Linked DNA regions of Mus musculus: regions 2 and 3 are each linked to region 1. Evidence: chromatin contacts called from public HiChIP or PLAC-seq and promoter capture Hi-C data. All regions are on one chromosome and are shown on one strand. Each heading gives the region's core, a stretch centred on a gene start, on an enhancer-like site or on the middle of the called end of the contact. The rest is flanking DNA. Distances are from core to core; before and after follow the strand shown. Region 1 holds the start of Fabp2 (fatty acid binding protein 2, intestinal). Region 2 overlaps Pde5a (phosphodiesterase 5A, cGMP-specific). Region 3 overlaps Synpo2 (synaptopodin 2).

Region 1 (2,906 bases), core at 391-2,890:
CATACTTAACATTTGGCTTTTGTTCTCTTTTCACACTGGTCCTAAGAGTTTTGTGTGAGACAGCTATGTAGCCACTCTCTGGTTACTTTGTGGGTCCTTCTTTCTTTTACTCTTTCAATCCCCTAACACTAGATAGGAGAGAGAAAAGAATAGAGGGGAAAGGGGAGGAAAGAGATCCTTGGCTAATGTTATAGTTAGACTACTCTGATGACTAGGGGCATCACATTTTTGGGGGCAAGTTTGATCTTCTCAGTCAGGAATTTTATTTCTTTCTTCTTCTTTTCTTCTTCTTCTTCTTCTTCTTCTTCTTCTTCTTCTTCTTCTTCTTCTTCTTCTTCTTCTTCTTCTTCTTCTTCTTCTTCTTCCTCCTCCTCCTCCTCCTTCCTCTTCCTTCCTCTTTCTCCTCTTCCTCCTCCTTCCTCTTCCTCCTCCTCTTCCTCTTCCTTCTCTCCTTTCTCTCCTTCTCTTCTTGTTTCTTCCTTCACATGACTACTTACCAAACGCAACCAAAAACAACCAACCATCTGCAGCTGGCAAAATCACACCCCTGCTAGAGCACGAAGCAAATCATGGACAGCTGATTCTGACAGTCCGAAGCAGCCCTATACACCACACCAGGGATCAAAATAAAAACACATCCCCATAGTGTTCCTGTGTTTTTAAAAGAAACCAAAACTCCAGAATTCTCACTATACACCCACATTTCTACCTCTTGAGGTTTTGCTTAGTGATCTATAACCCTTCAAGACAAAACCAAACAAACAAAAAACCTCATGATTCCCAGGGCATCAGACAAGTATGCCAGGAACCAGGGATATTTCTACAAACCTCTGATAACCCCAAATACAATGCAAAAGGGTATATTAGAAAACATAACTTCAACTAACAAACATTGTTTGGAGTGTGTTGCTCGAGGTTGGCATGAGAGGAGGGAGGGAGGGAAACTGGATTTGATTATGCCTGTATTGAAATGTCATGCGGAATTCCTTAATTTACATAATTTACTCACATTAATCAAGAATAAAACATTAAAAAATAAAGAGCTGGCTGATATGTAAACATTGAGAACACATTCAGTGAAAAGATTCAAACATAAAAAGACCACCTACTATGCAATTATATTTGTATGAAATGTCTATAGAGGTAGAAAGCAGCTGAGAACCTAATGGTCTAAAATAGAAAATGAACACCCACTGCTAGAAATGTATGCAGTTTCTTTTAGGAATAATAACACTGTTTCAGAATATGATGACAGTGATGTTTGGGCAAATAGCTAATATATTAAATTTAAGATTAATTTTATTTCAATAAACTAATCTTAGGGAAAAGATTATTCCTAATTAAAATAAAAATACATTTTTAGCTCCAACAATCACTCAAACTTTAACTTTGAAGTTGCATTTGTGTTTAGTTTTGTAAGGCTCCTGTGAAAGGCTTGGGGTATAAGTCTCATGTCTCCGAAGTTTGATATATGTTACAAATTATATTACCTGCTACATAGTGTGCACTTTGAACTTGTAAATAGAAAACTACCTTGAGAGTTTCTTGTTGTTGTTGTTTGTTTGTTTGGATTGGTTTATTGCCTAATTCATTTTTGTTGTTTGCTTTTTGGCTGGAGTGGAACTCCCTTTTAGACCAACCTTAGAACTGGCTGCCTCTGCCTCCGGAGAGCAGCGATTAAAAGTGTCAGCCATCATTACCTGGCCCTAATTCTTGAAATAAAAATGCCCACATGCTGTAGTTGAAGGCAGAGTAGGAATGATTATCAGATTTTAATTCAGTTGAATCCCAGCAGTAGATTCAAAGAAAGCATGGGAAGAGAAACCAAAGGGGCCTGGCATGTGAGGCGGTTAGGTTATCTCCTGAACTTCGAACTTCCACATCACAGTATGAATTGGTTCGAAGATAAGAAATAGAATAAATTCTCTCTAGTGGACAGGACTGGACCTCTGCTTTCCTAGAGACACACACAGCTGAGATCATGGCATTCGACGGCACGTGGAAAGTAGACCGGAACGAGAACTATGAAAAGTTCATGGAGAAAATGGGTAAGCACTGGCTTCCTGTCTGTTTGTTTTCTCCTGTCTGTGTAGTTACTGAATGACCTGTGATGTGGCAAAGCTCTAGCTGACCGATTGTTCAGAGCCAGGAAATCCATACTTGCACCTCCTGCTTTAGGAAGAATATCTTGTCTCCCTCGGGCAAGCCCTGCTCTCTGAAACACACCAAAGAAAGAGACACCTATGATTTCTTCCCTTGCCTGGTAATTGCACATGCGTAATTAAAAACTGACATGTTTGCGTTCATTTAAAAAAGAATATTATAGTGAGTTATAATTTCCAGAGTTTAAAAAAAAAACCCACGGGATTATAGGGGATTAAAAAAGCAAGGATCTTTTAATAAAGTAAGAAAATAATTTTTTCAAAACCCAGCTTAAATAAATTATATGTAATTCTTTCCTCTAACTTATCTAACGTTAGGAATAACCATAAAATGCTGTACATTCTTCACAGAGGTGTAATTTAACTCTACTATAAATGTCTACTAGTATGGTAGCTTACACTACAAACTAGGCAAAAATGTTTCATTACTTGAAATAAAGCCTGAATAAATTATCTTTTACTTTAGGGATCCTGAATTGAAGTTTATAAAATTTCATATTATAATGAATTAATCATATAATTTCCGAATAATTTTTCTGGCTTAGGCCAATGAGGAATGCCACAAAGAGTCAATATAATTATAAGGCAAGCAAACCATGGTGGTGTACACTGGAGATCTTAACAGTCTTGAGAGTGAAAAGACTATAGGCTAACCTGTGCTATGCAGCAAGTTTGGGGCCTGCCTGGGTTACATATCAAGAGCCAGTTTCAAACAACAACAACAAAACAAATAAATGCAATTTT
Region 2 (2,970 bases), core at 125-2,624, 130 kb before region 1:
TCCTCCACAAATAACACTACCAACTGGGGACCGAATGTTCAAATACCCAAGCCTATGGGAGACATTTCTGATTCTAACCACCAGGTCCTCAGAGATTCAAAGGCCACTGTAGGTTTTTATAAAATTTGTGCCTGGCTTAATCTCAACTATGTAGCAGAGAATTTTCTGCATGGGCTCTGAGACAGCAGAGTATAAACCCATGCTTGCCTATGGTTTATCCTCATACTGAATTCATATCCAACAAGGGTCTAATGTCAACCAGAGCTGTCTTCATTTTAACAAATAACATCCCCTCCTTTCCTTGTACAGGTACATGGAACTTTTCAGTCTGTGGGCTGGGCCAGTTCTTCTGTCCTCCTGAGACTTCACCGGCCATGTACCTTTTAGTTAGGGTGTACCACTCATTAGGGTGTGTCTCCAGAATGAATTTGAGACGCAACCATAGTACTGAGGTTTGTGCTTTTGAGACCCAATTCTTTGTCATTCTACTGGAGGAATGTAACTGTGAATGTCAAGAAGACTCCTGGAGGTTTACACTTCTCATTTTCTACAGTGTTGAAGGGAATTAGATGGATGTAGATTGGTTAACTTGGTGGCCTCCATTAGAGAGACACCCCCTCTCCCAAGAGCTATACCAGGACTCCCTTTGCCCATGCACTTCACTTCCTGAAGCAAGCCTCCTGCCTACTCTACTTTTTCTCCTGTTAGTGTCTGGTCCCCCTCATTCCCATTATTGCGTCCTAGAGGGCTTCCCATTTTGAGCTATTGCAGGTTAAATTAAAGCTCCCAGACCTGTGGTTATTCCTTGTTGTCAGGCCCTTAGGGTAGCCGAGTTTTAAATGGTAAGTTCTTCTTTTAGGGTGTGCCTGGCCACTGCCCTCTGAGTCATATGCAGCAGCTGCATGGATATTGCCGGCCTTCTCTATCTAGTCCTGACCTTCTGCATGAGGAATCCCTGTTTGACCAAAGCCCACAACTGGTTTGGGGTTTGTGAAGCTTTGGCTTGTCCTGAGGGCAGGACTGCCTGGCTCCACTCACCTCTGGGTTGAGGCTTCTGCTGCCTCCGCTCCCAGGGAGCCTGGCCTGAGCTGTCTGCCGGGGTCTGCTTCCTTTTGGTGGAGTTGGCAATCTTTCTCTCCGCATGTTTCTGTCATCGCTTTTGTGAATCTCCAAAGCTCTTCTCTGTCTTTGGAACAGTTCGTGTTATTCCTCTTCTCCTTTGTCACATCAGGTGGAGATAGTCTCTTGACTGTTAACTTACCGGAAGTCTCTCGAATTTTCTTAAATGAAAATTTACAGGCGGGCTCGACGAGCCTTTTGGAATAATTGTAAAGACTGTTTGCTCCGAGCTTGACTCTCATCGTATTGCTTCCTGTATGACTAATCGGGGTTAATCTCTTTGAACTTCACTTTCCTTCTCTGCAAAGCGGGGGTAATAAAAGACCCACTGGCAAAGCTGTATTCACACAGACACAAGGCTAGACATGCCTTGTGACACTGTGGAAATGGTCAGTAAATACCATCTAGTGCTTTTTGAAACGACTCACGTGAGTAACAATAATGAAACTTGTAAGAGAAGGAATGTGGGAGCCCGAGGCAGTCACTAGCCAGCTCGTAATCATGGGCTGGGTCCGATGAGAGTGGCATAGCCTGGCCTGGGATTCTGCTTGTCATCCCTTAACCAAATATCAACTTTAAAAGAAACATGGCCTTCTAGTCTTTTTTTTTTCTTCTCATAATTGAGGGTGAGTGGATTTACCTTCTCTTTGTTTAAATCATTCCCATTAAGCTACTTCCCATTCTAGTTACTTACCAGAAAACCTAACAGAGCTATGATTATTGAATTACTGTTTATCTCTTGATTATAAAATATTTTATACTCTTTAGTGACAGTGATATTTTTTTCAGGGGAAAGAGTCCTGGCAGTTGTGTGGTTGGGGAAGTTGGGTGTTACATACTGAAGTCTGTGCTCTGACATAGGCCAGGGCACTCTGAAAGATTTTTAGGATTCACTAAAATGCTGAGTATTACCTCTTGTTATGTATTTACTTATTGTCTGTACACACACACACACACACACACACACACACACACACACACACACGTGAGTGTATACACATACACGCATGGAGATCAGAAGGTAAGAGTTTTAAGAGTTTTTTCTCTCCTTCTACCATGTGGGTCCAGGGAATTGAATTCATGACTTTAGGGTGGGTGGTAAGCACCTTTTACTTGCTGAGCCATCTTGCCAGCCCAGCCTCTTGTTCTTGTGAGATATATTAGCAAATTAAAATTTTCAGGAGTTCCTTTCAATAATGTTACGTTATAATCCATTGACATAATGGATATAGCAGTGTCATTTTGGAAGCCGGCATCATGGCTATGCATACAGTGTAGAGAGTAAGGTTTTATCTTTCTCCCTCTTCTCTCTATTCCTTCTAAAGGTACGGGTTAATAGGGGGAAAATGACTAGAGAAGCTTGAGGAAGCTAAAATAGTCTATTTCCAAAAGGTCAAAGACCTATTAGTCAGAGGCAAATGAATGGCCAAAGGACAAAAGTCAATCAAAGGAGAGGAGATCTGTCCAGTGTGTGAGAGTGATTAAGTGGTGTGAAATAGGACTTGGAAGAGACAGAAACTCTGGAGGGAGAGTCCCTGATATGTGGTGGAGAAGACAGCAGGGCACTCAGGGCAGGGAAGTGAAAAGGAAGACAAGCATCGACACTTGGGCTCTCAATAGTCACAGATCAGAGTCTGTCCAAGAGCATGTTCAAGGTCTCCGGGGCACAGTGCAAAGTTCACCTCACTGATACCTTCCAGTTGTCTATGAAAAGCAAAAGATCCACTGACCCGTCTCTCAGAGACTATGCTTAGGAGAGCACATCTAAAACTCAAGCTCTGGTGCAACACCACCAGTGTCCACTGAAGAGCAACACCACCAGTGTCCACTGAAGAGCAACACCACCAGTGT
Region 3 (2,925 bases), core at 285-2,784, 210 kb after region 1:
CACTTCCAGAGAGATTTCAAATTTTAAGTTAGTCACTTTAAAAACCACTTTTGATTGGAGTTAGCAGGTCTAGGTCCCCAAACCAAGGGCAGCTTTTCTTTGACAATCCCTTCTCTGAGAGTTACAAAGATGCTGAAGCGCTCAAGACTGTCTTAAGTGATAAAACTATAATTCTGCTTCTGAAAAATATTTATCTCACCCTTGATGTGTAGTGACTGATCTGACAAAATCAGATCTTGAGGCTTCTCCTATCTTTAATAAAACAACAAGGACAATACTGGAAGTCAGTTGCTGAGCCACAAACTTTGGAATGGCGGTCTGGGAAGCTCTACGAGGGAGAAGAGTCTGCTGCCACCTGGTGGACGCTAGGCGTAATCACGTTTGCTTTAACACCTCACAGAGTCCGAGCAGGCCCACAGCCCTGCGTGGTTTGGTTGTCTTTGATGAGGGGAGCCTACAAACTATTAAGAGTCTTAAAGGACTGTTAGACAGGTGTTAGAAATGCGTTTTATAAAATGAGGTGCACAAACAAACAAGTATCAGATGACAAATTCCTGGCTCCCACCCAGATCTAATAAATAAGTATCCAAGGTAAGGCCATGCCAATCTTTACTCCCATGGAAATGAAAGTTGGAAAACGATGTAATAAAACACAAGAAAGACATACGGGCATGGTGGCTTATCCTGTATCTCATACTTAGTTCCTGACTTGCTTTGGTTTGAGATGCGGGGGGGGGGGGGGGGGGGGGGGCACTCATGAAGCCCAGGCTAGCCTCCAAATTCGTCTATAGCTGAGGGAGACCTTTAACTCCTAATCTTACTGCCTTCACCATTGCACCATTATGCTGGCTTTCAGCAAGACTTTCCTAATTCAGATTCCAGCGTCGATGGAGCTCATACTAGGCTGCCGTGAAGAATTAGTTAGCCATATCCAAACATTGACAAGCAGGTCAGGTATTCATCCTTGGGTGCTAAGTGTGGGAAAAAAAAAAAGAAAAGAAAACTCAAAATGGCAGATTCATGCCTTAGACTGACACCTGGGGTATCCAGGTTACTCAATAGTGGATCTTATTCTGGAGTGAGCAGTTGTTGACGGCATTTATACATTTGAAACACACTGGGGAAAAATGACCAAGGGTAAACCAATTCAAGACCCAGTTGTGGCTTTTGGGGTTTGGCTGTTTGGGGCCCAGTTGTGTTTTGTCTTTAGCTATGACTAGACGTCACACATGAAAATCTAAGCCATTTCTGTTTCATTATATCCGAAACAAAATTCCAAATCCAAGCTTGTTTTGATTTGTGATTCTTTTTTAAAGGTCGAGTCTTCTGAGCTCCGACTTCTGCTTCTGACTCATAGACATTCTAGAAGTACCAGAAAATCCACAAAAATTCCCTGGGCGGAGGTGGTCATGTTGACGTCCCTCCCTGCATGGCTTCTGAGGCTTGTGTCTATGCCTTCCCAGGCCCTGGGCGCTTGCTCTGTGGAGACCTAGATTTCAGTCTGGCTTTGGAAAGCAACCATACCTCTTAGGCAAGATCAAGTACTGCAAAACAGGTCGGGTCATTGACCCTTTGTCCCCAGAGGGAGTTGCAGCAGGCCTGGGGACAGTGAGGTGCAGTGAATGAATGGGTCAGTGGGTGTTGTCAGGGCAGGAACACACAGTGAGACTCTATCTCAAAAATAAAAGGGTTTGTGTGCGTGTGTGTGTGTGTGTGTGTGTGTGTGTGTGCACCTCTGTGTGCTGAGAGAGTATTTGCATCATCTCGGGTAATCCCACATGGAATTTACTTAAGAGGTGATTATCTTTTGATCATACCAAATCAAACCAGTCCCTTTTTCCTCCCCAGCATCAGGGATGGATCCTGGAACCTCATATTTTCTGGGCAAGCACTGTACTGTTGAGCAATGCCCTGTCCCCAAATCACAGCTTCTTAATTCCTAATTTTGCGGGAATTTTTGTCACTCGGTATTATTGTCACTAAATTTGAGGGTTTTCTTTTGTTCTTTCTCACGGATCTCCGTTTTCTCTTGGTCCTCTACGGTCCTGGTAGCAGTGAGCACAGTCTGGCACATACCAGCCTACAAGGGCTGGGAATTTGTTTGATGGAGTCTGTTCAGCACACTTGTCTGAAATGTAAGGTGTGGTCTACGGTTGCTTGGAAGTATTTGACAGGGACTGTGCTGGCTAATTTTATGAACTTGACACAGACTAGAGACATCTGAGGAGATGGAGCCTCCATTGAAAAAAAAAAAAAAAAAAACAAAGGGCCTCCAGGAGGCTGAGCTACAGGCAAGTCTGTAGGGCATTTTCTTAACGAGTTCTTGATGAGAGAGTTCAGTCCAATGTGGGTGGTGCCACCCCTGGGCTGGTGGTCCTGGGTTCTATAAGAAAGCAGGCTGAGCAAGCCCCGAGGAGCAAGGCAGTAAGTAACATCCCTCCATGGCCTCTGCATCAGCTGCTGCTCTATTTGAATTCCTGTCCTGACCTCCTTCAATGACAGACAAGAATGTGAATGGGTAAGCCAGATGAACCCTCTTCTCCCCAGCTCGCTTTTGGACATGGTGTTTCTTCACAGCAATTATAAGCCTAAGACAGGGAGGGTTGTCTGTCTTGGGGGAATCTTCCAATGGGGTCTGCATAGCAGGAAGGGTTGATCCCCCCACCCCAGGTACATCTAGGGTGGCTGCTGCCTCAGCTGGAAGTGTCACCCTCACAGGTCCCAGTGATAACTACTCGTCTTCTTTGAAACACTGGAAGCTGGCGAGTCTCGCATTATAATTCTGCTTAGTAGTACTGTTAGGATGCCCAAAGTGATGGGTTTTGAATTACCCAACTATCTAACAGGAAATTTCTTTGAATTCTCTCGGGGGGGGGGGGATGCATAAAGCCAAGGAATCATTCCTTTTGTTTAGTCTGCATTTCT

The links. Promoter capture Hi-C pulls out the DNA fragments that hold promoters and counts their contacts. HiChIP or PLAC-seq counts read pairs in DNA pulled down with a chosen protein or histone mark.
Region 2: a contact with region 1 is called in an H3K4me3 HiChIP or PLAC-seq map of intestinal crypt epithelium, with 6 read pairs. The contact joins the enhancer-like site here to the promoter of Fabp2 in region 1. A contact is called at or near these places in 9 of 39 promoter capture datasets (cranial neural crest, embryonic stem cells, frontonasal cranial neural crest and 3 more), 1 of 484 Hi-C or Micro-C datasets (uterus), 2 of 115 datasets of contacts at active chromatin or transcription factors (intestinal crypt epithelium and intestinal villus epithelium) and 1 of 9 other capture datasets (adipose tissue).
Region 3: a contact with region 1 is called in a promoter capture Hi-C map of liver. The contact joins the enhancer-like site here to the promoter of Fabp2 in region 1. A contact is called at or near these places in 10 of 39 promoter capture datasets (the 3T3-L1 cell line, the HPC-7 cell line, cranial neural crest and 5 more), 3 of 15 datasets of contacts at CTCF or cohesin (the NIH/3T3 cell line, embryonic stem cells and large pre-B cells), 3 of 484 Hi-C or Micro-C datasets (cerebral cortex and embryonic stem cells), 2 of 115 datasets of contacts at active chromatin or transcription factors (embryonic stem cells and kidney) and 3 of 9 other capture datasets (adipose tissue, liver and pancreatic islet).

What each region holds. Positions count from the first base shown.
Region 1 is chr3:122,893,432-122,896,337 of GRCm38.p6, forward strand. It overlaps Fabp2 (fatty acid binding protein 2, intestinal), which reads left to right and starts at 1,641. Exons shown (of 4, transcript NM_007980.3): 1 at 1,641-2,048. The coding sequence starts at 1,982. The region is part of intron 3 of 4933405D12Rik (RIKEN cDNA 4933405D12 gene); the gene reads right to left.
Region 2 is chr3:122,762,522-122,765,491 of GRCm38.p6, forward strand. All of the region lies in intron 3 of Pde5a (phosphodiesterase 5A, cGMP-specific), which reads left to right. Among named protein-coding and RNA genes, the nearest start is that of Pde5a, 35 kb to the left of the region's middle. Within about 2 kb of position 1,375, at least 46 of the 459 cell types and tissues checked have an H3K27ac peak or open chromatin away from gene starts, as enhancers often do. A contact at or near this core is called in intestinal crypt epithelium, intestinal villus epithelium, trophoblast stem cells and 1 more, where this site is marked.
Region 3 is chr3:123,103,042-123,105,966 of GRCm38.p6, forward strand. All of the region lies in intron 4 of Synpo2 (synaptopodin 2), which reads right to left. Among named protein-coding and RNA genes, the nearest start is that of Myoz2, 70 kb to the left of the region's middle. Within about 2 kb of position 1,535, at least 45 of the 459 cell types and tissues checked have an H3K27ac peak or open chromatin away from gene starts, as enhancers often do. A contact at or near this core is called in the NIH/3T3 cell line, adipose tissue and liver, where this site is marked.